7 separate regions of the Mus musculus genome follow, and all the other regions are linked to region 6. Evidence: chromatin contacts called from public Hi-C and promoter capture Hi-C data. All regions are on one chromosome and are shown on one strand. The core of a region is the stretch at or near the end of the contact, and the rest is flanking DNA. Distances in the headings are between cores, read along the strand shown. Region 1 holds the start of Fbxw7 (F-box and WD-40 domain protein 7). Region 2 has its middle 26 kb from the start of Tmem154. Region 3 overlaps Fbxw7 (F-box and WD-40 domain protein 7). Region 4 overlaps Fbxw7 (F-box and WD-40 domain protein 7). Region 5 holds the start of Fcrl1 (Fc receptor-like 1). Region 6 holds the start of Rps3a1 (ribosomal protein S3A1). Region 7 holds the start of Etv3 (ets variant 3).

Evidence for each region. Promoter capture Hi-C pulls out the DNA fragments that hold promoters and counts their contacts. A called contact is a pair of places that touch in the nucleus more often than the background predicts. Capture Hi-C pulls out chosen DNA fragments and counts their contacts.
Region 1: a contact with region 6 is called in a promoter capture Hi-C map of adipose tissue, with 8 times the contacts expected there. The contact joins the promoter of Fbxw7 here to the promoter of Rps3a1 in region 6. A contact is called at or near these places in 11 of 39 promoter capture datasets (the 3T3-L1 cell line, the C10 cell line, cranial neural crest and 7 more), 4 of 484 Hi-C or Micro-C datasets (B cells, CD4 T cells, CD8 T cells and 1 more), 7 of 115 datasets of contacts at active chromatin or transcription factors (astrocytes, double positive thymocytes, embryonic forebrain and 4 more) and 2 of 9 other capture datasets (adipose tissue and liver).
Region 2: a contact with region 6 is called in a promoter capture Hi-C map of liver, with 4 times the contacts expected there. The contact joins the enhancer-like site here to the promoter of Rps3a1 in region 6. A contact is called at or near these places in 6 of 39 promoter capture datasets (embryonic stem cells, frontonasal cranial neural crest, hippocampal neurons and 2 more), 3 of 115 datasets of contacts at active chromatin or transcription factors (embryonic limb bud, embryonic stem cells and forebrain) and 1 of 9 other capture datasets (adipose tissue).
Region 3: a promoter capture Hi-C map of liver shows a contact between it and region 6, with 3 times the contacts expected there. The contact joins the enhancer-like site here to the promoter of Rps3a1 in region 6. A contact is called at or near these places in 7 of 39 promoter capture datasets (3T3-L1-derived adipocytes, the C10 cell line, the HPC-7 cell line and 4 more), 4 of 115 datasets of contacts at active chromatin or transcription factors (T-cell acute lymphoblastic leukemia, astrocytes, embryonic forebrain and 1 more) and 2 of 9 other capture datasets (adipose tissue and liver).
Region 4: a contact with region 6 is called in a promoter capture Hi-C map of hippocampal neurons, with 6 times the contacts expected there. The contact joins the enhancer-like site here to the promoter of Rps3a1 in region 6. A contact is called at or near these places in 8 of 39 promoter capture datasets (the 3T3-L1 cell line, 3T3-L1-derived adipocytes, the C10 cell line and 4 more), 3 of 115 datasets of contacts at active chromatin or transcription factors (embryonic forebrain, forebrain and large pre-B cells) and 2 of 9 other capture datasets (adipose tissue and liver).
Region 5: a contact with region 6 is called in a Hi-C map of B cells, with 8 read pairs. The contact joins the promoter of Fcrl1 here to the promoter of Rps3a1 in region 6. A contact is called at or near these places in 1 of 39 promoter capture datasets (pre-B cells) and 1 of 484 Hi-C or Micro-C datasets (B cells).
Region 7: a Hi-C map of CD8 T cells shows a contact between it and region 6, with 6 times the contacts expected there. The contact joins the promoter of Etv3 here to the promoter of Rps3a1 in region 6. A contact is called at or near these places in 1 of 484 Hi-C or Micro-C datasets (CD8 T cells), 1 of 115 datasets of contacts at active chromatin or transcription factors (the SCID.adh cell line) and 1 of 9 other capture datasets (liver).

The regions. Positions count from the first base shown.
Region 1 is chr3:84,814,250-84,818,297 of GRCm38.p6, reverse strand. Fbxw7 (F-box and WD-40 domain protein 7) reads right to left here and starts at 2,721. Exons shown (of 14, transcript NM_001177773.1): 1 at 2,529-2,721. Gm35486 (predicted gene, 35486) reads left to right here and starts at 3,865. Exons shown (of 1, transcript NR_165832.1): 1 at 3,865-4,048.
Region 2 is chr3:84,638,086-84,641,976 of GRCm38.p6, reverse strand. No RefSeq gene overlaps it. Among named protein-coding and RNA genes, the nearest start is that of Tmem154, 26 kb to the left of the region's middle. Within about 2 kb of position 2,051, at least 51 of the 459 cell types and tissues checked have an H3K27ac peak or open chromatin away from gene starts, as enhancers often do. A contact at or near this core is called in embryonic stem cells and liver, where this site is marked.
Region 3 is chr3:84,864,777-84,868,408 of GRCm38.p6, reverse strand. All of the region lies in intron 3 of Fbxw7 (F-box and WD-40 domain protein 7), which reads right to left. All of the region lies in intron 1 of Gm40080 (a long non-coding RNA gene), which reads left to right. Among named protein-coding and RNA genes, the nearest start is that of Gm40080, 12 kb to the left of the region's middle. Within about 2 kb of position 1,303, at least 22 of the 459 cell types and tissues checked have an H3K27ac peak or open chromatin away from gene starts, as enhancers often do. A contact at or near this core is called in the HPC-7 cell line and liver, where this site is marked.
Region 4 is chr3:84,837,947-84,841,638 of GRCm38.p6, reverse strand. All of the region lies in intron 1 of Fbxw7 (F-box and WD-40 domain protein 7), which reads right to left. Among named protein-coding and RNA genes, the nearest start is that of Fbxw7, 24 kb to the right of the region's middle. Within about 2 kb of position 1,903, at least 12 of the 459 cell types and tissues checked have an H3K27ac peak or open chromatin away from gene starts, as enhancers often do.
Region 5 is chr3:87,373,972-87,377,730 of GRCm38.p6, reverse strand. It overlaps Fcrl1 (Fc receptor-like 1), which reads right to left and starts at 1,344. Exons shown (of 10, transcript NM_178165.4): 1 at 1,206-1,344. The coding sequence starts at 1,236. Gm31940 (a long non-coding RNA gene) reads left to right here and starts at 128. Exons shown (of 3, transcript XR_867410.3): 1 at 128-644; 2 at 1,587-1,671.
Region 6 is chr3:86,141,347-86,145,219 of GRCm38.p6, reverse strand. Rps3a1 (ribosomal protein S3A1) reads left to right here and starts at 2,552. Exons shown (of 6, transcript NM_016959.4): 1 at 2,552-2,712; 2 at 3,419-3,522; 3 at 3,794-3,873. The coding sequence starts at 2,651.
Region 7 is chr3:87,523,512-87,527,652 of GRCm38.p6, reverse strand. Etv3 (ets variant 3) reads right to left here and starts at 2,075. Exons shown (of 5, transcript NM_001083318.2): 1 at 1,994-2,075; 2 at 337-395. The coding sequence starts at 382.

The sequences.
Region 1 (4,048 bases), core at 1,472-3,971, 1.3 Mb after region 6:
CAAATTCTCTTATACAAGCACAAACTGACCTTAACTCTAGTCAGGAACTTCCCTCCCTCAGTAGGCATTCCTACCAAGCTAACTTCCTAATTAGATCTCATCTTTTACTTATTCTGACGCTAAGCCCTTAACATTTTGTTTGTGTATGTTCTTTTCTTCCTGAAAGAGCCTTTCCAAGATTTGGCTCAGACACTCCAATTATTCCTGGGTCATCCAAAATCAGTATTTCCCTAATAAAAATGTGCAACTGCATTCCCTGACACAGAGTGATCTTATGAGTAATAATGGTAATATATGTCCCCTTTCCTACATTTTTAAGAAATGTATTTCTTTTTACTGCTACTACACTACTACTACTACTACTACTACTACTACTACTACTACTGCTACTACTACTGCTACTACTACTGCTACTACTACTACAACTGTACTACCACCACATGTCCACACATACGACACAGGTCAGAGAACAACTCTGTATGGTTAGTTTCTCTGTCCACCTGTGGTTCTGGGCATTAGACAGACTCCACGTCCTTAGACTTGCAACAAGCAGCTTTACCCACAGAGCCTTCCCACCAGTTCAACCTTTCCTAAAGTTTTGTGCAATTTGTAGTTGGTTGTCTCTGTCACCCTCAAAAGACTGAAAATAGCAAATGTCTTGTTATTACTACATTCAGTAAAGTACTTCCATAATTTAAAACCAATTTACACACAAAGCAGGTCCTCTGATTAGATGCAGTACAAACTCAAAGTACCACTCTCCTCCTTTCCAAGAAGCAAACTATTAAAGTCTAAGTTTCTCAAATATCATCTTTTTCAAAACTGGAATATATGACTTTATCAGGGTAGCAAAGTAAGGTTAGCAGATCCAAAAACACGTTTTATTCTAAATCTAAAGTTAAATTTACCATTCAATATTTTCATACTAATTCCCACTTAAGCAAAATTTAAAGTGTCTCATGAAATCATATGAAGAACAAAGTATCTAACAAAAAAAAAAAAAAAAAAAAAAGGCTAGGAGATCCAAAAAGAGGGCAAAGTTATCCAAAGAAATGAGGGTTGGGGGAGGGAGCTACTCAAAAAAGCTGTGACGTGGCTGGCAGTCAGGGCACATACCTTTTAATCCCAGTCAGCACTCAGGAGGCAGAGGCAGGTGCATATCTGTGAACACTAGGCCAGCCTGATATACAGAGATAGTTCCAGGACAGCCAAGGTAACATAGAAAAACAGTCTTGAAGAAAAGAAAAGTTGGGACAGATGATAGTAGAGATTAAACAAAATCTATAAAAGCAAGGTAAGGTAAATTCACAGTGTTTTAGCATTCCTCAAACAAACTGTATCCTGAAAGATTGAGAAGGCTGGTCAAAGAGAAATACATTGCTATATAATGCAGAATGATAAACTTGGAGGTTCATTATTTAAAAAGAGGAGGGGAGAACAGGTCCCAAACATGAAATGTGAAAAACTTTCAAACAAATTTAATCATGACCCTCAATGGAGAAATTAAGATGGATGGATGGGTAGATAAATTGATACTCCCAAGTTTCTAGTCATTTCTACAGAGCATCTTTATTCTGCCCACATTTAGCTGTCTGGATAGACCAGAATTCCAGTCTTAAACTACTACCTATGTTCCTTGCTACATGAAATCCTACAGTACGTTAAGCCTTAGGATGGTCAGCTTAACCTACATATGTGAGCATTACTTTTCTATACCTCTAATTTAACACTCAGAGTGCTAAATGTTTTCCTAAAAGAGTATAAAGTCTCAAGGTCGACAAGTAGAGCCAAATAAAAACAGCTGCATGCATGCCCTTCCAGTCCCTAGTAGAAACCTAGTAAAAATGTGCTACCACTTAAAACATATTACTCCCTCTCTCCCTCAACACAGAGAGAGAGAGAGAGAGAGAGAGAGAGAGAGAGAGAGCGCTGCAGCAACTTTTACGAAATGGTAATTTATTAAGTGCTCTCCCTGAAATAAGTTTCAGTGGGTTGTGCATCTTAGGAACTCGGATTTTCCTGAGCCAACTGAAACATGCAAGCACCCTACACATCGGACTCTGTAGACCTGGGAAATAAAGCGTTGGGGGCACCAAACTCCCCTATGCACTAAAATGAAATCTGGTCTTCCCATCCAAGGCAACTTCAAAAACAATAGTTAGGAAAGGAAAAAAAAAAATTAAGGGTTGATTCAAGTGATTCCCACGTGGGAATCCATGGGAGTTTCCCTGAAACAAAAACCACTGCCAGAATAAGGTTGCCAGGAAAAGGCATGGGACAGAGCTGGCCATAGGCTTTCTCAGTTTAGTGTCCAAAAAGGTGCAAGTGTCCACTCTGGAGACACAGCTGCTCTAAGAAAAAACTCCGAGTACTTGCATTACTCCTGCAAACTGACACTTTCTCCTATTGGTAGAAAGGAAAGGTTTCCACTGCCAACCCTCCCGAGGAACAGCCGAACTCCAGCATCAAAGCACCCACCCGCTCCCACTTGTCACCTTATAATGTCCCCCTCCCCCGGGTCCACTCACGCTTCAGAGTCGAGCGGTGGCGCTGACAATGTGGCTGGCTCCCTTCCTCCTTCGGGCTGAGGCGGGCAGCTGCGGAAGGCTGGCTAGGCGCGGAACTGAGGAAGAAGCGGTGCTAGCGTCGCTCCACCAAGCAGCTACCCGGGTCTCTTCCGCGCTGCTGGGATAGAGGCGGCGGTGGCGGCCCCGCTCGCTCACCGCTTTTTCTCTTCCTGGGTCCCTGCAGACTGTGGTGGCTTCAGCCCGTCCTGGGCCACTTGTCCCGGGACAGTCACGATCAGAAAGCTCGAAGATTTTGTTTGGGTAAAGTTTCCTCTGGGCGGAGGCTGCAGCCGGCCCCCCAGGTTCCCCCCCGGCCCCACCGCCCTGGGGGGCTGGGGCGGGGAGGGGGCGCCGAGAACTCCTGGAGTCCCGCCGAGGAGCCGGGGTGCGGCGGCAGGCCCAAAGAGAAGCCCCCCCAGAGGGGGTGGAGGGGAGGGGAGGGGAAGGAGAGGACAGCGGCGCCGGGGCCGCTCACCACGCCGCCGCGGCCGTTTCACATCGGGGTCCCCGCCCCCCCGGCCCGGAGGTGGCTCCTGGGCTGGGGGCCGGGGTTCATACACTCCGCTATGGGATGCTACGGCCCCGGGCGGCTGGTGTGGACAGCGGCAAGGCTGGGGACCCGGCGGGCTCGGATCGGCGCCGCCCCCGCTCCCGGCTCCCGCATGTGTCGCGGCGGCCGGGACCCCCTCCCTACACCTCGGGGGGTCCTTCGTCCCACAGTCCGGGACGAGGCAGAAAGCCCAGCCCCTCGCGGGCGTCCTCTCCCGGCTGAGCAGCTACGAGTCCCGACCCGCGGCAGCCGCCTCCCTGCCCCCCGGCCGCGGGCTCCGGCTCGGGCTCGGGCTCGGGCTCCGGCTCCGGCTCCGGCTGGGGCTCCGGCTTCGGCGTGTGCAGCAGCCGCTGCCGGCCGGGAATGTAAGGGGGGGAGCCGACGGCGGCCGCGGCTCCCGATGGCCCGGGCTGCGGCAAAGGTCTTGGCGGCGGCCAGTGCACGGATGCCGGGTCTCTCGGATGCTCGCTCACTCACTCGCTCTCACGCTCTCCCCGGCGGCGGCGGCAGCGCCCGAAGCTCAGCTTCTGTCTCTCTCTCGCTCTGTGCGGGGCTCTCGCCTCACTCCACAGAGGGGCGGGAGGAGAGTGGCGCCCAGCGATGACGTAAGTCGCCTAGCAACCGCTCTCCTCCCCCTCCCTTCCCCTTCCTCTCTGCGCCTTCCTCTCCGGGCCTCTTCTCCCCATCTCCAGCCACCCCGCCCTGGGAGGCTGCGGCGCGTTCTGATGACGCACCAAGGGAAGAGGAAGTCGCGATCTGCGAGCGGGTGGGTGCGCCTCGGGCCGCGGGACTGCTGCTGCTGCTGCTGCTGCTGCTGCTACCGCCGCCGCTGCCGCCGCCGCCTCTACGGCCGCGTCAGAACTGAAGAGAGGAAGGGGAGGAGCCCAGGCGAGCCTAAGCTACCGCCTGATCTTACCCCTGACCCTAGGGC
Region 2 (3,891 bases), core at 802-3,301, 1.5 Mb after region 6:
TCCTGACCTGTCACAGATGGCAAGAGTCACTGTGAGAAGAGCCTTCATCTTCATAGAGCCTCTGAAGTGGAAACTTAAGGGTTCTTTGGAAAGTCAGTTGTGTTGGATGGCTTTTGCTGGGGCAAACATGTGAAGGAGTGTTTTCCTGAAGCAGACACAGGTGAAAGGATGAACGTTGCTAAAGCAAGACCATGAAAAGACGTGTGACAAAAGATTCTTCTCTAACAATATGCATGCATAGGTTCACCTTGAAATGCATAACTGAGCTCAGTTTGTTGTGACTCCATAGAGAGAAATGCACCAAAATACTTCTGGTGATGTTTTGGTGGCTTTTTGCTGCTTCCTCGGATGTGGGCCAATTGGCAGACTGATGTCAGCTGACATCATGAGTCAATGATTCAGACTCACATGGAGTTTTGCTAAGACAGACACATGGAAGACACATGATGTTTGAAGGGAGTATAAATAGGACTCAATGGACAGAGATGGCTTGCTTGCATAGTTAGTTGATCTCCCAGCATCTTCATTTCCTTAAGAGAGGCATGGCAGAGAGCTTCTCCTGCTGACTTGTGCCAGTGAACTGAACTGCTGTTGTATTCGTGCAATGTTTGGGAGTGGATGAGCTGCTGCTGCTGCTGTTGTCTTCTGTGAACTGAACTGCTGATTTCCTGACAAGGCAGATGGAATTTGCTCCAAACAACAATTTTTAAATAGGTCCATCTTCCCTGTATCCTAATAACCTTTCTTTTCTACTGCCTCCGGTGGGTGGTGGGCTAGAAGGGAGGTTAAAGCATTTAAGAACCGTTATTAAAAATAGGATTTGAAAAAAAAATCTAAGCTACAAGTCCCTCTACTCCCCCATCCTTCCCTTTCACCACCTCCTCTAAGCCTCAACTCCAGCTGCCTCTAGGAAGAGATGGACCAGAGGAGCTCGTGGACGGATGGAAGCCTTATGATGAGGCCCTTTGTGCCTTGAGACAAGGCAAGTCCCTGCAGAGTGAAGAATAGCTGACAGGAGATTTTGTCCTTTTTGTTGGTTTGTATGACATTGGCTCTTAAAATCTGTTTTTAAGAGATCTTAACCTTCCCTAACATTCAATCTAGATACAGATCTTGTTAAAGGTGGATATCCGTTCTCTAAGCTTGGATAGAAATCCAAACCTTTCCATCCGCAGCGAGGTCCAGGAAGATTTGTCATTACTAAACGTCAGACCATGATCTGCTGAACTGTTTAACTAATGACTTAATCATTGATTTTAAACAGGCATTTAATCACTGCTTAGAAAACTCCACCGAGTGCAGGCTAATGCAGGCCTTCCTTTGTCCTGGAGATGCCCTGTAGTTACTGGTAGCAACCAGGGTCCCAGAAAACCCCCAAACACTCCTGAAGTTAGAAGACTCTAGCAGGCAAAATCACGGCTGCCTCTGCTGTTTTTCTATCTTGTATATTGGGTTTTGGCAAAGACAGCTCTGCAGCTAAGACTGAACGTGCTATAGATAGACCTGGAAATTATTGAGCAGAAAGGGAAGCCAGGACACTGGTAATTAGGAAGAGTTCTTAATTATTTTCCTAATTTTGATCCTGTGGGAGCCCAGGGAAAGAAAGGAGAACTTGAGATACGCTACAGTTTAACTCTGATCCCAGGACAGCCCTCCAAAGGCCTTGCCCGCTGCTGGCGCAGTTAAGTATTAAATATTGCAGACTGACTCTAAGGGAATCTCTCTTCCAAAGAGATTATCATTGACCTTTCTAGGCGGAAATGAGCTGATAATGGGACCTTCGGAAATCGCAGATGCCCGGGTATGAGCCTTTGATAAGGTGATTCATTTAATCATGCAAATGAATGTTTATCTCCTGTAATTTGCAAGGCACCCCTTCTCTCAAGGGAGGGCCTGAGGAGAGCTGCCCTGTGTCCCCCATTCCTATCCTAGAAGAACAATCCCCATGTCTTAGGGGACAGCAGGCAGCCTGCAGCTGGTTGTGCTCACAGCACCTAAAGGACAGCTGCTGGGAGCTTGGGGGTGGTGGTGGAAGTGGCGCAAGCCCAGTGGAAGAGTGACCAAAGCAACCAGGGAGGGAATGCCCACTGTGTCCTGGGGAAATGACCTTGCTTGCTCCCGTCTGGAGGAATGGAACAGTTGGGGGAGGAGCTGCAGCCCCGATCCTGATACACTTTGAATTCTGTTAGTAGCTGGTTGGAGGCACAGTGGTGACAGAAACCTAGATGTTGCTTGAGGCTGTCTCAAGTGTAATATGCTGTGATAGAGGAGACCTAGACAAGTCCAACCTTCTGCCATTGCAACACAACGATATCTTCTACAAAGTTCATGCTCAGTAACCACGAAATGAGTTACAAAAATACTACAGAAGAAACTAACTCATGTTCTAGGTCCATTTATTACGTTGTGTTGTGGGCTACATTTATAACTACATTTATAACTATCTTCAGTCACAAGAAGCTAAGTGTGGCTGCTGGTTACAGGTTGAAAACATCTGGTAAAGCAGGCCAGAATGTCACCAAGTCATCCAGTTAGGTGTGTGGACTTCTGAGGGCAGGAGTGTGGGAGGAAGCAGGGATTGGCCATGCCTGTGTTAGAGACAAAGGGAGAGCCATGATTTCCTGGGAGAGAGGCAGCTCCTATCTGTGAATTTAGGTTGCATTATAAACTGAGCCACTCGGATGAAGCTGTCCAGCACTGGGTTAGGAAGTTCTGTCTGTAGCGTTGGAAACAAGTGTTTCTTGCAGTCATCCATGGAGCGTAGCCATGGGCCTCCTCTGTGTCTATTACACAGCCAAGTGAGCAGAAACATGAGGCCCTAATACTCCATACTGTCCTTCCTACCTGCAGAGACTATGCAGGCCACAGGGGTGAGGCAGGGTGGGGTGAGGTAGGGCAGGGCAGGACAGGGTAGGGCCCTTTGTGCTGTGTTCTCATGATGCTGAAGGTCACTCCCTCCCTCTGCGGCAATGGAGCTGCAGGCCTGCTGTTAGAAAGATCTTAGTTTGATCAGTGGCTCAGTGGGTAAGCACTACAGGTTTTGCAAAGATTCCAAGTTCAGTTCCCAGCACCCATAACAGGCAGCTCACGGCTACCAGTAACTCTAGCTCTAAGAAACCTGACACAGCCTTTTCTGTCTTCCAGGGCATGCATGCCATGTGGGGCGCACGTGTGCACACACCCCCACCCCTCACACAAATTAATAATAATAATAATAACAATAATAATAAATATTTTAAAATGGAAAACCTCTTAGGCCTATTGTATCAAAAAATTTTTTTTAATTTAGATTTGTCAATTAGGCGACTCTCAAACCAGAAGAGTTCTGAGAACTCCACCCAGCAATGTGGTAGTGGAGATGAAGCTCAGAAAAGCACCCTCAAAGGCACGAATGGCTGAAGTGCAGTTACCTGGTGCTAGGGCTTCTTGTAGCCAACCCAAACTCAGTTAACTGCGATTAAACCCATTTCCCTCAGGCCGTGGGCCCAAGGCAGGTGCCCCAGCTCTGCAGGCAACCTCCCTGGGTTTCACTCTCCGCAATACAGCAGGGGGAGCAATGACCAGACCAGGAACAGCAGGACAGTGTCGAGGACCATGTGCCTGGATGTGCACACCTGTAATCCTAGCACTGGGGAGCTGGGTCAGGAGGATCCTGATTTGGAGCATAGCCTAAACCTGAGGTGTTCTCCTGTGTGGGAAGTCAGTGCCCCCCCCCTCCCCCCAGTCAGTACCCCTGGTCAGAGCATCAGGCCCCGGGAAGAGAAGACTTGGTGGCCCAATGCCCATTTTCCCAATCAACATACTTTGGCTCGTTAATGCACTCAGCCAAACCCAAAGATCTCCAGAAACTGGTTTTCCTGGTCTGGAACATCAGCCTCCCAGAGAGCAAAG
Region 3 (3,632 bases), core at 54-2,553, 1.3 Mb after region 6:
ACGGTAACAAATTCGCATCTTTTAGGTTTTCTTTCAGCTCACTGAATGTCTAGTTCCTCAACTAGCCAACATGATAACTTCTTTCTCTATTAGTGCTTACAAGATTTTCTCTGCAACTAAGCAGCTAGACCACTTACTTAGCTAAATGTGGACTCTTTTATGTTGATTCTGCCTGAACTTCCTGCTTTTGTAGGCTGACACTTCCCCCTGAATTGAGTCTGCAGCCATTATTTATGGTCCTGTGCCATCACAGGCTAGCAATCCTCTCGCAGGCCTCTGACTTGGACTCTTCATCCTCCCATCCTTCCAGTTGATGGCTTTTATTACTCTAAGCTAATTGACTCTCCTCACTGCTAAACACTTGTTTTGTTACTTAATTAACTCTCCTTCCAGACAGCCCTAAAACTCTCTCCTGCATCTTTAAAGTGCCTCTATGCTTTATCTATTCACTCCTAAGTATTCTTCTTGAGCCCTTTGAAAACAGAATTCCTTATGTAAACAATGTAAGAGTCTATCTGGACTTTGCTATAATCTTTCAGAGGAACTTGTGGTTTTAGTGTTGTGAATGGGAACACCAAACTGTCCTTTGCAGCATGTAGCTACTGCCTGTGCTCAGCTCCTTCACCTTTGAGCCACGCCTTCCTATTTATCAGCCTGATACCCTGGCACCTGAGTAGTTTATGGTAGTCAGTGAAAGAACTGGGCAGAGACTGTACTCAGATACATGGCTCACATCCTCTGATGCCATCTTGCCTCAGAGCTTCTTCCCAGCACTTCTTCTATCAGCTTTGTGTTCTGTGAGGCTCTCAGAAAGCTTCTGGCCACATGCCAAATCAGAAGAACATTCTCAGCCAAAAAGTAACAAAGATAAGTCTCCTATGAATCTATTTTCTTTCCAGAACAGAAACCAAAGGCATGCAAAGAAAACTTCAAAAACCCCAGTACTTAGGAAGCAGAGATCTCCAGGATCTGCCAGAGATGCACAAGACCCTGTCTCATCTCAGGTGGAGGGGGAGCTATCATATACAACACAGACTAATATAAATAAACCAATCTCATATAGGAACTGTAGCAGGACCAGCGGGGTCACCTTTATGTAAATGCCGGGAGGGGGCAAGGAGCCGCAAAAGCATATCCTGCAGGAGGACCTAAGTGCGGACTGCCTGAGAGAGCAAGGATTGATGCAGACAGTGCCAGCCAGTCAGGAACTGCTGTTCTTGGGACCAATGGGCATGTGTGTGTAGAGGGTATTAAAGGAGCTTGCAGCAGTTTTCAGAAGAGCTTGCTGCGGTGTTTCTCACCTGCTCCTGGAGCCTGTGTTGTTGACTCTTTACTACCTAACCTCCAACCCCCAAGGGCAGGTAGGGTCGGGTATTGAGTAATCACAGAGTCAAACATAAGAAACAAATGCATGGGGAACTGAAAGACAAATACAGTAGAAATCCTTCCCTTTGTGCTCTGGCCGTCAGATACAAGAAATGCCAGTGTTCTTTATGGACTTAGGGTGAAGCCTATTACAGACCTAAACTATCAATAATGACTTATTTTAAAATGAACGTGTAACTTTGTGCCACACGCAAAGCAAAATGAAAGCTGAGCTCTATCAAGATTAAAACCTTTCACTTCATTCTGCCAGGCAATGGTGTCACGACCTTTAAACCCAGCATTCAGGAGGCAGAGCAGTTAGATCTCTGAGGTCGAGGCCAGCCTGGTCTACAGAGTGAGTTCCAGGACAGCCAGGGCTACAGAGAAACCCATCTGATAAAATGGGTCATTTCTTCCAATGACTTTTTTTTTCAAACTAAAAGGATAATCCATAGAAAAGAAGAAAATACTTGGAACTCTCATACTGAATAAACATCTACTACTCATAACACGTAAAAAAAATGATCACAATTCAAAATTAAAAGTATTTGCTCTGGAAAATGAGCAAAATACTTGAATGGCTCTTTCTTCAGAGACAACAAACGGCCAGTAAGCACCCACAATGAAGTGTCCTTTCACACCAACCAGGAAGACTAAAATACACACATGGCTGCCCATGCGGATGTGGAGACTAGGACCCCAGTGTATTGCTATTTTGACCACTACTTGAAAAGAAACACAAAGGATTAATTCTCAACCCCTCCCCATTCACACATGCTCAAAAGAAGTGAAAATATATATCCACACTAGTTCACAATACACATTACTAACAACCAAAAAAGCAGCTCTATCAACTGATGAAAGGATAAGTAACATGTGGGATACAAAGGAATACCAAGTCATAAAAATGAATTAAGTACTGATATGACACATATCATATGATGCTAAAAATACTGTGCTAAGTGAATGAAGCACAAAAGAACAAATACTAAGTGGTGCATTTTTATAAATAACCAAAACAGGCAAACTCTCGAGCAGAAAGCCCATTACTTGTTGCCAAGAGAGGGAGATGAGGTTAGACAGTAAGGAAAGCCCCCTACGCCTGAGTGGCTGTGAGGAGTGCATAGCTGACAGACTCAGAATCCTGGAAAGTACACAAGTGTGACGTTTTCTGGTGTGTAAACTGTAAGACAATAAAACTGTCACAAATACATTTAGGATGAGATATGCTCCAAAAGCCTACAATGATGACAGCTGGTTCATGTTTAGGAGAGGGCCAAACTAGCCCCTTCTGTGTGATATACTCCAGAGATGAGCCACCACAAGGCACACAGAGTGGAAATCTTCACAGGCATCTTTGCTCTATTAGTTGTTCCTGAATATGCTACAAATTGCAGGTGTATGCTAAACAGAATACTGTAACTGCTGCTCATGTAAGCATGTGCTATAATTGCTATAGAAATATCTTTTGGTTGAAAACTGACTGTTTCAAATACAGATGTTTTTCCCACTTCATATATCTAGAGACACTCCTTTAGCGAATGAAAAACAAAACAAAACATTTTTGTGTGGTTATATTAAAAACAACCATAAACTATACCACGGTACTTGATTATTGGATATCTCAGCACTTATCCCATTTTATAAAACACTTAATCCTTTTGAATTTTTTTCACTAGTAAAAAGGAATGCTTTCAACACTGTTAGTATACATATAAGCTGGTATAAGTACTATGGAAATCAGTACAGAGGATCCTCAAAAAAACCTACAACTAGAACTCCTTGTGTTCCAGTTATTCCACTCCTAGACACATAGCTAAAAGAAGCAGCCAGCACAGCACAGTGCTGTGCACATGAGTGCTTGCTGCAGCACTGTTCACAGCCACCATGCAACAGATGAATGAATGGATGGAGAAACATGCACACATAAACTATGAGGGGGTCTTTTCCCCTCAGCTATTAAAGAAGAATAAAAATACATTAAGAAGATAGATAGAAATGAAATCATCATGTTAACTAATGATTATGCTAAACTCAGGGAAGACAAACTATCACCTGCTTTGCTTTCCCCTATGTGCAGGATATGCATCATACATGTATGGTGGATGCATGGATGGACAGGCAGGAACCAGCCTAAAAGAGGCAGGGACAAGAGATGGGCTGGGGAAATGGCTTCTGACTAACGGTGCTTGCTCTGCAAGCATGAGAACCTGGGTTTTGATTCCCAGCACGCACATAAAAGGTAGGTATGGCCAAGTGGCCCTGGA
Region 4 (3,692 bases), core at 654-3,153, 1.3 Mb after region 6:
CCTTTTGATTTCTATCTGAATTATTTTATTATCTTTTATACACAATTTAAAATTATACTCTTCTAAGGAGTGGATACAAAAGGAAGCAGCTCAAGTGGCAATACGGCTCAGCTGGCAGATGCCACTCAATTGGTAGAATGCTTGCTGAGCATACACAGGGACCTGGGCTTGATCCAGCATCGCATAAGCAGGTATGCTGGAGCAAGCCTACAATCCCTGCGCTAGGGAAGTGGTGGCAAGAGGGCCCAAAGTCAAGGCCACTCTCGGCTAGTCTGAAGATGTTTTGTAAAAATATCAATAAACTCAAATTTTGAAAAATTACTTCCTTCAGTTTTAAATGAGTCAAATGACAAGGGCACTGCCAATCACAACTTCAGACAAGTTCAGACAAGTTCTGAAAGAACTTCCAAATAAAAGAAATACTGTCAAGATGCTGCTTTTTAAAAAATTAAAATAAGCCCTTCATGGTGACACAGGATTGTGATTCCAGCACTCAACAAGCTAAAGCAGGATTGTGAGTTGGATGCCATCACCAGCTACACACAGACCCTGTGTCAAAAAAACCAAAATGGTAATAACCAAGTAATAACTACTGATAATGACATGGACCTTACTAATTTTTCATATATGTCAAAAAATAGCAAACTAAAAATTAGGTTTATCAAACCAAGTGTTCTATGCTAGAAATATCTAAGAAGAAAGCAATATTTCTCTTGTAGCTTTAGTCCCTGTATGACACACATTGAAAATGCTCGTGCTCAGTTTTCTGAGACAGCCTATGAAAGATTGGGGATACAGTTCACCAGCTGTCCAGCGTGTATGTGCCAATACAATACAATAGTGATCCTACCCAGTCTGTGGGAATGAAAACAAAATACAAGTCATTTAAAGATCTTGTGCTCTCTCCTCACTGGATGAATAGTAAAAGAATTTCGTAGAAATTAACCCACCATTAACTCTAAACTAAACAAAATGTGTTTCAATATTCAACAACAACAAAAAAAGTGTTTACTTTCTCATATCTCACTGCATATGAACACACTGAACTGAAGCATCCAAAAGTCAAGTTTAGTGTGAGCTAGCTACCCAAGTATAGACACTAATGATGAAATTTAATTTCCATAACACAATCAACAATCAAAATTTATACTTTTTAACATAAACCCATAAACAAAAGCTAATTAGAATTATTAAGCAAATCAGCTGCAAAAAAAATGACAAGAAACAGCTGAAAAACAGCAGACTGATGCAGAAACTTAAGAGCTGCTTTCAACAGACAGAGAGCATGAGCTGGCACGCCTGTTCCCAGTGCGGTCTGAAGCAGTCACTAGGAAATGCATCAGTACTCCTCCAGCTTCAGAACACATCAAGAACGCCTGGAGAAGTGAGCAAGTACACTACTCTCTGGCTGCAGCCAGGAACATCTGTGTGTTTGTGCCCATTCGGAGTTGAGGTTGACTCTGCCATGGCTGACCATGGGAAAATACTTAGAAATAAAACTGGGATAAATTAATGGGAAGTATGGATGAATTTTGTGAAGCAAACTGACACAGCCCAAGTACAAGGGGGCACTAGTTAATGCCTTGCTTAGCTAAAAGCACAATGTCTGGGAAGCTGTAGCTTATAAACCATGCTCCATGATGTTTTCCTTGTTTCCAACTTTCCAGGCGTTGCAAATTTCAAGCTGCAGTTTACAACAGAGATAGGAAATAAATTGAGAACAAACATTGCTTTAAAAACCAAAGCAGCAGGACGAAAAATGAAATCTACTGTAGGCACTGTGAAGCCTGATGTAAAATGCACTGCAGGACTTGGGAGCCGGCTCACAGAAAGAACACTTGCTGTGCAAACATGAGGACCTCAGCTAGACCACTGGAAGGAGGAAGCAGGAGCTTACTAGCCAGTCAGCCTAGCTGGAATGCCAAACTTTTGGCTTACGGAGAGACCTTGGGTCAACATAATACCGCAAAGAGCCAAAAAGGGAGGCACTCAAAGACTTCCTCCAACTTCCACATACCCGTGCACAGGCATATACACCTGCATACTCATGTGCATGCATCATATAAATATAGCTCACACCATCCCAAACCACACACAAAGGCAGGCAGGCAAGCAGACAGACAGACAGACAGACAGACAGACAGACAAATGTATTCTAGAGAGTAAGCCATCTCTGACATGGAAGTGAACTAGAAGAACGTAGAAGCAGTTTAAACTTTATTGAAAAACTGAAACTATCATAACATCATAAATAAATAAATAAATAAATAAAGATAAATAAAGAGCTATAAACATTTCTATACTATGTGATATTAGAAGGAAACTTTTAGAAGAGCTTTTTAAATTGTTATTACCAAACACAGAACAAAACCAAAGAAAAATATCAGTTGTTTCCATGGAGTAACATGTGAGCAATGTTAAGGTGTAAAACTCATCCATGACTAAATGAGTGAACCTGCTGGGAGACAAAGTCTATCACAAGACAACCACTGGCTATGCACTAGTATTCCTACAGCAGGGTCATATGTCTGTGCCATCCAAAGTCATTCTAACACAAACGTTTTTAAAGATGCTAATGGAGAAAAAAATGGAAAAAACTCAACCCACAGTAAAAATAAACAAATAACTCCTTGGTGAGATGGCCAAATTGAAGGCTAGGGAAGAAAAAAAGGGACAAGATAAGCCTGGGACAACTGATGCTGCTGCTATAATCTGTCCTCAAAAAGTGATTGAGACAAGATGAAAGATTGAGAGAGTCCTGAGGACCAAACCTCAGATGACCAAAGCACCAAAGGAAGAGAAAGAAATAGATGAAATCCAGAGAATAAAATCTGAGTCTACAGGATAGAGAAAATATTCATGAGTCTATTTTGATACACTTAAAGTACATACCTCAGAGGAGATAGCTCTTCCTTACAGAAGAAAGAAAAGAAACAGAAAATAACACTGGCCAAACACCAAAGTAATAATATTCATTCAGATACAAATTATCACCAGAATTTGAAATTAGAAACTAAAAGCATGATGAAAATAAGGTAATTAACATAATCACAAGATACCTTCCCCATAGGACACTTAATTGCAAGGTTAGCATGCAACTGGTACAAAGCCTAACATCAGCTTACCAGTGCTGGTCTCACCAGATGAATGGGCATACTGACACTGTGTGCCATCCAGTAAGAGTCACAACAGCATTTCTGTAGTACTCTTACCCAACAATTGTCACCAAAACATTAAACAAAAACTGGAGGTATTCAACACAACCAGTACTTTTCCAAAGTAATAATAAAAGGCAAGAATTTTAGAAATGTTTCAGACTGAAGAAAATTAAGGACACTGGTGATTCGAATGAAATGTCCCCCATATTCTCAGCTTTTTAGATACCTGGTCCCAGTTGCTGGTACTGTTTGGGGAAGTGAGTTGTGGCTTTGTTAAAAGAAGTTATGTCTCTGGGGGCGGGATTCTGGGGCTTAAAAAACTCACACCATCCTCAGGCCACTTTCTGTCTCATGCTTGTGGCCCAAGTTATAAAAGCTCCAACTGCAGCAGCCACGCCTGCCTGCTGCCATGCTGCCCCACCATGACTGTGAAGGAAACCCTATGCTCTGGAACTCTGAGCCCAAACAAACACTTTTCAGTCAGTTGCTGTGGTGTTTTATCACAGCAATAGGAAGTTGCTAATACAGCAGCAA
Region 5 (3,759 bases), core at 95-2,594, 1.2 Mb before region 6:
TGTTCCCAGCTTTGATTGACATCTGGGGGAAAGGTTTCAAGAGCTTAAGAAAGGCAGGTAACTAAAAATGAAGGTGTTTTGTTTTGTTTTGTTTTGTTTTGTTTTGTTTTGTTTTGTTTTGTTTTGTTTTGTTTTGTTTTGTTTTGTTTTGTTTTAAAGAAAGAATCAGGGAAGTGAGACAAAGTGAAGTTGCCAAGCTAGCGCAGAGTGAACCCTGTCCCAGTGCAGAGTGAACAGAGCACAGAGTGAACCAAGCCAGCACAGAGTGAAGGGAGAAAGAGAAACAGTGCGGGAACGAGGAGGGAAGCTCTCCCAGCATGCCTGTGCATGTATGGGAACAGGTTGGAATGGAGACACATTTGAGTGGAGGAGAAGGTTAATGAATGACAAGGTGTATTTACAGAGCAAGAAGAAGGCAGACAGGTAGTTGGTAGTCATGGGAGTAGAAAAATGGAGAATTTTCTTTTTGCCATTATTACTTCTAAAATAAATTATTAATCAAAGTTATAAAATGGGGCCCAAAAGGATTAAGTTTGAGGAGAAACGAGAAGACCTGAAACAATGGCTCCCACGCATGAGTGGGAAAACAGATGCGAAGAACATCTGCGATTCGGTTTCCACGTCACGTGATGATAAGGTGCCAGGTGAGCCTTTGTTTAAAGTCCCATTGTTTGGACACAGTTAAAGTGTATCATCTGGCAGTGCAGGAGGGAGAGAGAGTTGAAAGAGCATCCGCCGGCATGTTGTGGTGATGAGCTGCAGAGTCTGTGCCGTGTCAGTGATGAGTAAGCCTTCCAAGTGTAATGATTAATAATGGAGGAATAATCTTGCCATTCTGGTGTGTGACACCAGAGAAACCAGAGTGTGGCCACAGGGGAATGAGGAGGGCTGGTGATACACTAAGGTTCTCATGTGAATAAAAGGAAGTGGTGTTGATAGAAGAAAAAGGAACTGAGGGACCAAGTTGTTGCCTATATTTTGTGAGTGTGTGTGTGTGTGTGAGAGAGAGAGAGAGACAGAGACAGAGACAGAGAGACAGAGACACACAGAAAGACAGAGACACACACACAAAGAGAGACGAGACAGAGACAGAGAGACAGACTACATGAATCCACGAGCATCACCAGGCAGAAACTTAGTCGTCGAATTCTCTATCCTTTTTAAGATCCCCGTTCCCAGACCCCACTCCAAGTTGTCTAACTTACCACAGATCAGTAGCAGGAGCCAAGGTAGCATGAGGACCAGGCTGGGGATGGTAACTTGAAGGTGCCTCTCACCAAAAGAAAAAAAAGCAAAACCAGACTACTCACAGAGGTGTCACAGATAACTGCCCTCAGCTTCTCTGAGGTTTGAGGAAGTCGTGGTCGGAAGTTAACCTTCAGCACGAGTTTACAGAAATACAACAAAGCAACCTTGTCCAGTGTTCAGTTCTTCCTCCAGGAAGGCCCCAGAATGGAAGACACTCCTTCCTATGGCATGACTCAATTTCATGACTTGGAGCTTTTGGGTATCAGGAGATGCGGGCTTTCATTTTATAACTTTGATTAATACTTTATTATTAAAATATGAATATTCATGTATCTCAGGGGTTTCCAGTAGATGATCCAGGCTTTAAAGAGTCTCACTGAGCTTGAGTCCTGCCAGATTTCACACCACACACTGCCATCTTTGGTAAGGATATCTATTTAACTATCTGATCAAATGCACTGTCTTTCTCACAAGCTCCTATTGTGGTCTCTCTGTGTCTGACTCAGGAATGGAAGGGAGTATTCGCAGGTTATGTTCCGTGTCTGCTGCTATTGTATATTCTGATTTATATAGGGTCCAGCCATTCATATAGATATTTCCCCATGTTTAAAATTTCAATGTTCCAATAAATGACATGAGCCACTTTTTAAAAAGTCATAGGAAGTCATAGAGTGGAAGAGTTTGGAATAAAATGGAAGACTTGGATATGCACCAATTAGCCTCTGTGTACTGGAAAAGGCTCACCGTCATCACTAACTCTTGTATTTGTGTGACACCCTTCTTCCCTTACCCCAGTCAAGGGTAGGCAATTCCTGCTGTTGCTTCCTTTAGCATCTATATCACCCTTTCTCTGTCACCTGAAGCTTGTATGTGAGTCTCATTATGGATTACAGGGGAATAAACTATTTTATTTTTCCCATTTCTTGAATCTTTTATCATCTAATATTAAGATGATTTTTGACAAAGGTAAACTGATACAAATGCAATCATAGTAATTGTTCTACATTATTTGCATCATCTCAACATTGAGTGAGTGAGTGTGTGTGTGTTATTAAACATGGGGCCACAACATACACCTTGGGATCACGGTCTGCACTCTGAGGTTGCTGTCTGCACCCTGGGGTCACAGTCTGCACTCTGGGGTTTCCATCTGCACCTTGAGGTCAGAGTTTGTACCCAGGGATTGCAGACTGCACACTGGTGTTGCTGTCTGCACTCTAGGGTCGGCATACACCCTGGGATCACAATCTTCACCTTGTGAATGAGAATTGCTGGAAAGAAACCGTGCCTCAAATGCTGATTGACTGACTAGACCTTCAGTGATGTGGAGAGGTTGGAATGTTCCAAATCCAGGGGCAAATTATCTTGGGCATCTTTATCCCTCTTAATAACAACCTACTGATTGCTTTTGTACATGAACCAACCCCTTTTGTCACCATCATGTAAATCCTTTGGGAATGTACAAATAGAATGTTTCACCAACAAAATAGCTAACAATTCTATCAGGCTTCCCATCTCTGCTATAACCCGCCTACCTGATGCATTTGAAAGTGTGTTACTTTACGGTTTTTTTGCTGTTCCTATAAAAAGTTAATGAAATTGATACCTTGTTGGAGCATGGTATTTGGAGAAAGAATCTGAATCTGTGTTTCTGAGCCATGATTGCTCATATTCACTCCAGAAAACAATCTCTTTATTCCTTTGAGATAGGATCTCTTTCCTTCCTCAACAAGCCTATGAAGCCAGGTTCAGCCAGAGAGTCCCTATTCCATTGTCTCTCAGAGATCGGGGGATGGGCTGGCTTTGCTACATTCCTGGTTAGAAAATGCTAGTCAGCTGCAGCCACTCACCCTCAGTAAGTCACTTAAAACAACCATATAAAGCAAAAAGCAGAAAAAGAACTTTAATTCAATGTGCCCATATTAGGAGGGATAAGAGAAACACTGACCTCCCCAGTCCGTTTTTAGGGATTCAAAATGAGGTCAAAGTTTAAGTAGAGGGCAGGTGAGGAGCACATCTATGAAATCCTGGTCAAGGTGTGGTCCTGCCCACCACTGACCCATCCCTGTCTGGGCTTCAGTCCGCCCTGTAACATCCTGTAAGGTGGACTGACACAGGTTAGAACTGTGTGGAATCACTTTCCAGGCAAGCTCCTTGTCTGACTGGCTCTGGGCTTCCGTCATTCAGTCCTCCACTTTCAAAATCCCATAGGAGTTTCAGAGTCTTAGAGTCCAGGGTTTCATTTCTCCCAGGCAGCCGTGGTGTGTGTGTGTGTGTGTGTGTGTGTGTGTGTGTGTGTGTGTGTGTGTGTGTGTGTGTGCACATGTGCGTGTGTTTGTTAATATGCATCCTGTTACTATAGATTAGATTAGTCTCTGTGGTTTTATAAAAACTAAAATATATAATATTTATTCTGTTTCTAAATTCATTCCCTTAGCCTATTATTTCTGAGATCCATTCATGCCTGATAAAATAGCTGTAAGCACTCATGCATACATGTATTTGAGCAAA
Region 6 (3,873 bases), core at 1,303-3,802:
AAAAAGTCCAGCTGATGAGCATCTTGACTGATGCTATGATTAGTGAGGCTTCGGGTTCCATCGAATTCTGACAATGTCTTCTGAGAAGTTAAACAGGACCCATTACGAAGTTTGGTACCCTTCAATGGGGTGACTCGATGGAGGAGCAGGAATGGTGTGAGAGATCCATTTATAGGACAGGGTGGATGAGCTGCAGAGAAAGGCACCTGTTGACAGAAAGGGAAACTTGATTACACTGGACTCATACACATCCTAAAGAGAGAGAGGCAAACGACAGAGAGGATGGAGGAGAGCCTCACATTCAGCTAGAAGCCAGAATATGACGAGACTTCTAGCTTCTTGGGAACCTGAGGTGGGAGGATCCTGTAAGATCTGGGAGAAGGCGAAGCCACATACAGAAACTCCATCTCAAAATAACAATAATAGCAACAGTTGTAACCAAATACTCCTAGCTACTACTTGGGGTGTTTATATTATAACACACACACACACACACACACACACACACACACACACACACACATTTACACATTTCTTTATGGTCAAGGACGATGAACCAAGTTACCTTGGTCACACCAATATACACTGTCACAGAGCAACATTTCCAGTCCTAGGTCTTCAGAGAAAGGCCTCACTGTGTAGCCCAGGCTACCCTCAGAGACTCTTGTCTTGGCCTTCTGAATGCTAGGATTACAGGGGTGTGCCATCACCCCTGGCTCCACAAGTTCCTTTCAACTAAACAGGTTTTGCTGTTCTTGTTTTAGCCTCAGACAGCTGGGTACATGTTATCTTTATAATAGGCATTTCTGTCATTTCCCAAATATAGGGTAACATGACGGTAGCCCTCCTCTCAAATCAGAGTCAATTTTGTTAAAGAAAGTTTTCAATTTGTTTCTGAACCCTAATCAATCTTTATATCTGAAGGGGAAAAAAAGCATTTAAAAACTTCTTGGGAGCCTGGTGAAGAGGGAGTTGGTTCTGATTTGGTCACCATTTTTTTTGTTTTTGGCCTTGGCTAGAGAGGATGTTAGAGTTCTGCCCTTGAGGTAGCTGGTGACATGTCACCAGGCTGTGATCTTCTGAACTAGATGTGGCAGAGCATGTCAGCAATGCCGGCACCCAGGAGGCGGAGGCTTGAGGAAGGTGAATTTGAGGTCAGCCCGAACAACACAGGAGGAATCTTGTTTTGAAAAATACTAACATAAGAATGGGGAAGCCATTTTTTATGGTGGGGGTTTGGGGATGTGGAGGGGTGGAGATAGAGGTAGAGAAATGGCTTAGTGGTTAAGAGTAGTAGTGACTGCTCTTCTAGAGGACCCAGGTTCAATTCCCAGGACCCACATGATAGCTCACAACTGTCTGTAACTCCAGTTCCAGGGGATCTGGGACTTTCACACAGACAAACATGCAGGCAAACCATATAAAATAAAAATAAAGACATCACTTTTAAAAGTGGGGAAGGGGTGGTTTGCATTAAGAAAATTGGTGGGCAGTTAGGTACAACAATTGATCACGACTGTGCCTTTTTGGGGTGCTAGAGATGGAATCCGTTGTCTCAGGCATGCTGAGGCTTTTCCAGGACACCACTCTAGTCCCCACTCCACTAAAAACCCAAACACTCCTCCTATCCCAGAAAAAACAAAACCAACCAACCAAAAACCCAGGGCTGTCGAGATGGCTCAGCTGGTAAAGGCACCTGCAGAGACCTCTCAGGCAGTGAGGAGGCAGGGCACATTGTATGGCAGCGCTGCGGGCCAGTGTGCGCAGGATGGCAGCCTCTCCCTGAGCCTTATACCCACATAGTGGAAGAAGAGAACCAACTCTTGAGAATAGGTCTCTGACCTCCACACAGAGACCTGTGAGGCACAGGACCACACACATAGTCATACAAAAAAAAAATGTGATTACAAATGTGTAAGAGTTACATATGTATATATGTGTGTGTGTGTATATATATATTCTCTCCTCTCCCCTTCCCAGTCTGTCTTGCTAGGTAGTTCAGGCTAGTACTCACCATATACTCCAGGCTCTCCTCCAACTTGCTGTCCTCCTGCCTCCAGAGCTCTGGGATTGCACACACGGCTAAGCCTCTTTTTTCATGAAAGTTCACAACACAGCCAAGCCCAAGAGTAGTCAGCACGTGAACAGCGTGCCCGAAGTCATGCTTATTGAATTACACTAATGTTTTGAAATAGATCACATGAATATTCCCGTTTTACACCCGAGGGAACTGATGGCTAAAGAGGTCAGAAGGCTAAGTACTGTTGGAATCACCATTTGAACATGGATTTGCTATCTCTGATTCAAAGCCCATGGTCTAGGGAAGAAACGTACTCTCAAAATTAGAAACAGAGAGTTCCCACCCTCGGGGCAACGGAAACCACAAGAAACCTGAAGTGGGTTGAGCATCTCTGACAATCTGCAGGCTCCCATGCACAGCCTAGCCAGCCCGCGGCCCGCTGCGCGACCTCCCGACACACGAGGGCGCTGTCGCAGCACGGCGGGAAACGAGCCGCCAGCTAGTGTCGCGAGATTCTTAAAGCCGGAAGGGCGAAAGAGCAAGGGTCACGTAGACGGCGCTCCCCGCCCGGCTCGCGTTAAGTTCTCGCGCGAGTTGTACTTCCGCCCTTTTGGCTCTCCGGTCGGCACCATGGCGGTCGGCAAGAACAAGCGCCTGACGAAAGGTGGCAAGAAGGGAGCTAAGAAGAAAGTGTGAGTGGCGGATCGCGCGGGTCCCCGGCCGTTGGGCTCCGCAGGAGTTGGTGGGCGGGTTCTGGGGTGCGGCGTGGGGCGGATGGTGAGGATGCGGGGTGGATTGCGCGGCGGTGCTGCGCTGCGCGGCTGGCGGGTGCGTCCCGGGCGGCCGCCTCTCCGCCACCCGGCCGGGTGTCGCGCGCCGCGTGTGATCTCCGCCCTGCGTCTCTAGCAGTCGCTCGCGTGTCGCGCGCGAACTGTGGGCTCCTGGGTTGCTGGAAGTCCGTGGCACTTTTTAACACCGCTCTACGTCAGTCACTCTGGCTGTCCATGTCGGGACCCCATGTCAACTTGTGTGCTGGGCTCTCGTGGGACCGACCTGGAGACCCGGGACACTTGTTTAGCAGCAGTTTGTGCTGTTGCGGACCAGTCACTGTCACAGGTCCCTGAGGTTCCAGGGCAGTGTGTATATAGTACTGCCTGTGTGATGGAGGAGTGGGGAAGGCATGGCTTCGAACTTACTGCTTTGTGCACTGGCAGACCAGCCGGCCTCGCAGACGTTCACCCCACGGGGAGGACGTCCGTCGTGTTAAGTGCAGGCCGATTGCAAGATCGTGCCTGGGAAACTGTTAACAGAAGTCTGAAGGATAAGAAGCGTTTAAAAGTGGTCGGGAGTGTTGTTACAATTTACAGAGAAACTTGAGGTTATTTTTCTCCCATCCAGGGTCGATCCATTTTCTAAGAAAGACTGGTACGATGTGAAAGCTCCAGCCATGTTCAATATTAGGAACATCGGGAAGACACTAGTCACGAGGACTCAAGGAACCAGTGAGTACTGTGGGCCCCTTTTGCTTTGTTCCTAAGCTGTGGCATGTGCATATTAACCGGCGCCTTGGTCAACTCTGATGGGGCGCTGGATTGAAATGTCAGCCCAGTGGTTGGAGGGCCTGGCATTGGGAGTGCTTGGTCTTAGTACAGATGTGGCAGCAATGAAGTGTTTGTACAGCTGTCCAAGAGAACGTTTAGGTGTTGGCAGTAAGCCACTGGTGTGAAGGTGGGTTTGGTTAACAAGTTAACAGGGTTTGTGGTTCTTTTTTAGAAATTGCCTCTGATGGCCTCAAGGGTCGTGTGTTTGAAGTGAGCCTTGCTGATCTACAGAATGATGAAGTTGCGTTTAGA
Region 7 (4,141 bases), core at 826-3,325, 1.4 Mb before region 6:
CCTATATACCCTAATTCGTGACCTTTCCATGTAGATTACCTATTTGACACGATAGGTCAAAAAGGAACAAAGAAGAAAGATAAACTAATGTTTTAGGGACATATGGCAGAAGGCACCTTATCCCCAGACACGAAAACGTGCAGTAAACGTGTGTAGGGTGCGAAAGCTATATGCTTATTCATAGGAAACAGGCCTACAGCCACTCTACCAAGATCTAGACAGCTGTGAGACCTTCGGTCGTGGTCTAGCATTTGTCAACTAAGCCCAAGTAGGGAGAACAGGAAGCACCAAGGGACATTCCAGATCTATCAGCGACGATGACGAACTTCTGCTCACCTCCACCTCCTTCTGGCTTTTCCACGATGCTACAGCCTGCTTTCATTTTCGCCCTCCTGCTGAGAGAGACAAGTCACACTACTATTTTGAGATGTTATGAATTATCTAATTAAGGCTTTTTTGGGGGGGAGGGTCACAGTTCCCCCCCCCCAACATCCTTCTTGTTGCCTTTACTTCGTTTCAAAGCCTTCTTTAACCTTTCAAACATGTCACCTCTAAACTAGTAATCCTCATGTCCTCAAATGATGGTCCTTGGGTCATCCACCTCAAAAGCCATAATTATCTCTCACCTGACCTTAGCCGCAAAGTGTAAACACTGTCCTTAATATCTGCTTTCTTCCTTGTGACCAACCGACCCTCCGACATAAGAGAGGGAAGGGAACAGTGAAAGAAGTCCAAAACGGCAGCAAAAGCAAGCCACACAGTTTGTTTTCTGTTGGTAGACAAGCCCAGATGCCAAGATACACAAGCCTGAATTCACCCAGACACACCAACTTAAGAAGTGGGAGAAAAAAAAAAATCCAAATCCCCTATTCAAAAAGGAACATCCGATCCTACGTATTTCTTGAATTGTGTGAGAAGGACATCTTCCAGTCAGAAACTGGGCTCACCTTCCAACAGTATTCTGAGATACAGAAAGTAAACATGTCCTGTGTACAGCCACTCCATACAAGAAACATGTCACTTTCCTAAAATTTTGTGAAAAAAAATGTTATGCCATCTACTTAACAGGGAAATAAAAAGGGTAAAGTAGGTACTTCAGATCGCCTGGCCGGTGGAGGAAGGCATCTTGCTAGGATCTGAATTCATTCCATGCAGATTTATAGTTCCTCAATAAATTTCCCGTTCCCAGCAGCAGACAGCTTTGTGTCAGTCCTTCAGCGAATAGGAGGAGAGGGTGAAACTGACCGGGAATGACGGAGGAGGAGAGACCTGACTTACTCTCATTACCCTGCAGGGTGGACAGCCCCCGGCACCAACCAGAGCAGGTCTGGAGCAACTGCAGGTGCTTCAGAGGCCCCAGGGTGGGGTGGGACAAATTCCTAATCTTGGAAATTTCATCTAACCTAGAATTCCTCTAGGTGTTCTGCATTTTCGTTGACGACAAATACACTAAGGAGAACAGTAAGTTTCAGTCCATGACAACCCTCGGGATCCAGGAGCTGACAAATGGCTCAAGGAAAGAGGCAACAGACAGACAGTGGCACACACAGGATATACACAAGTAACAAGGCACCAGGGCTGGGCAGAGCTTCCTCTCCCATTTCCGTGATGATGGGGTTGAAGAGACACCGATTTCTCCAAGGCTCTGGGACACTGTCCGGGACTAACTCCTACCCTGCGCTGTCGGATCGCAGGGCCCTTTCCCTGCTCCAGAACACCCTTCAGCCTGGTGTCCGTGGGCTCGCGCTGGCCGACGCCCGAGCCGGGCACCCTCTCCTCGATCCTCCGGCCCCCGATGTGCCCATCCAGCCCCTCGGAGCCCGCAGGCGCGTCTGCAGGTGTTCGCGACTCCCCCAGGGCGCTCGGTCACCCTCCCGGCCTGCGGCGGGGCTCGCCGCTCCCGCTGGTCCGCAGCGGCTTCCACGGCCGCCCTCATCCGCGTCCCTTCCGTCCTGCCCGCGCGGGCCGCGACCGCCGACGCCACCAGTCTCACCTCTCCGGCGCCGTCCGTCTCCACTCGGGCTCCTCCGCGGCAGCTCGGGCTCCTCCTCATCCACCCAGAAGGAAGTGACTCCGCGGCGGCTTTCGTCACTTCCACTCTGGGCCAGGGTGGGAGGGGGCGGTGTCGTGAGCGGCACGGCTTCCGCCCAGAAGGTACCGGTGCCCCTCCGTGGCTCGGAGGCCGCGGGGCTGGAACCCTCTGCAGAAGGAAGGCTCTTCCGCGCTGACAGGAGCACAGGAGCTTCAGAGGCACGTGCGAAGTTGGCCTTGCCTTGCACTGTTCCATTTTTAGTCCTGATCTGCCTCGTCCAAGTGTTACAGCGTGCACGACTTTGCCATTCAAACACCGCTCCCCCCTCCCTTTCCCTTTGCCTTTTGTTCCCGATTAAGCAATTACAATTTTGTCCCAGACAAATTTTGTTCAAGAGTTAGTGATAAGGGATGTGAAATCAGCTTCCGTAATTCCAAATGGTTCCCAGCCCTAGTTTCCCTCCAGAGGCAGTGTTGGGACCAGTAAAGGTTAAGTGGATGAGAGTGAAAAGTGGTGAAAAGTGGGGGAAGGCGAAGATGAGAGGCAGAATTGAAGTCTTCATCGAGTGCACGAGTGCGTAGCAACAACTTTATGCAATCACAACCTTTCCCTCCTGGGAACGACACAGAACATGGAAGTCTTACCATGATTTGTATCAAAGGTTGGCTTCTAGCTTTGGATATGCCTATTAGCACCTCCCTTCCCAGACTGGCCAATGAATTTGTAATTATCTCATGCTGTACTTGTGTGTGTAGGATTATAGGTATATACTACCACAACTGGCCTTCTGGCTTCTACTACTGTTTTGTTTGTTTTGCCAGAGGTCTTGACAATGTATCTCTGACTGCCCTAGAAAGCACTATGTAGAGACCCAGGTTGGCCTCGAACTCACAGAGATCTGCCTGCCTCTGCCTCACACTTGTTGGGATTAAAGATATGTGTCACAATGCAAGACTAATAATTGATAGTTCTTGAGGTCTTGAGATAAGTTCAGTACTCAGTATGGCCTAAGGTTACCTTACCTGCTTAAAAAGGAAGGACTAGTGTTGGTGAGGTCTAGTTTTCCCGCCCCTTCTAGTTTGAAAGTCAGTAAAATGAACAAAATTTAAATACCATTGAGAGGATTAGAAATATGAGCACTCTGAGCATAGAAATTGCTTTATAATGGTTTCCATCTTCTGTCCAGTCTAGAACACCATTTTCTATGTTTGGGTCTACAGAACAAATGCTAGGGTTTAGCCGAATCAGCAGTTCTCGACCTGTGGGTTGACCCCCTTTAGTAAGCCCCTATGTCTAAACCTATTTACATTGCAATTCATAACAGTAGCAAAATTACAGTTATGAAGTAGGAACGGAAATAATTTTATGGTTGGGGTCACCACAACATGAGGAACTGTATTAAAGGGTCACAGCATTAGGAAGGCTGAGAACCACCGAGCGAAATGAACATAACATTTTAGTCCTCTTGCCTTCAACTACTGATGGGCTTTGTTACCTCGGTTAAGTAGTCACTGTCACTTCCTCTTCTGTTTGAATGTAGTATTTTTGGAGTATTCCCGTGGACACCTTTAGATGTTTAGTAGTATCTTATTGCGTAGGAGATTACAATAAGTACTTCCTTGATATTTAATGTGTGAACACCATGTTCTACGACTTAGGACGGAGGATGGCACAGTGTAAATATAGCATATGGTTAGGTGGTGAGAAAATGATCTTGAGACTGATAAGAATCCTCAAAGTCTCACACCATTCATGCAAACCTTAGTCATTGTCAACTCCGAAACCAAGGCGATCAGAATGAGCGGTTTCTTCAGAAACTGAGGTTGCCAACCTTCAGCTCATGGGTTAGGTGGGCACGGCTAGCACCAGCAATAATCGAGGACTGGTAGCCAGAGTATGGGGATACTTTCTGTAGATAGTTCCTCTAGATTTTTCTATGGCTATTTCTCTAACTAGGGTCACAGAGGATGAATAAACGCACTTTACACAGATGAACTGGCCTCAGTATTTGGCTTGAGCCTGAACTGATATCTTGAGAAATGTTTATGTCACAGCAGATTTCAACAGAGTTCATATTCTGAGAACTTAGTTAATCGCCTGAAACTTAAC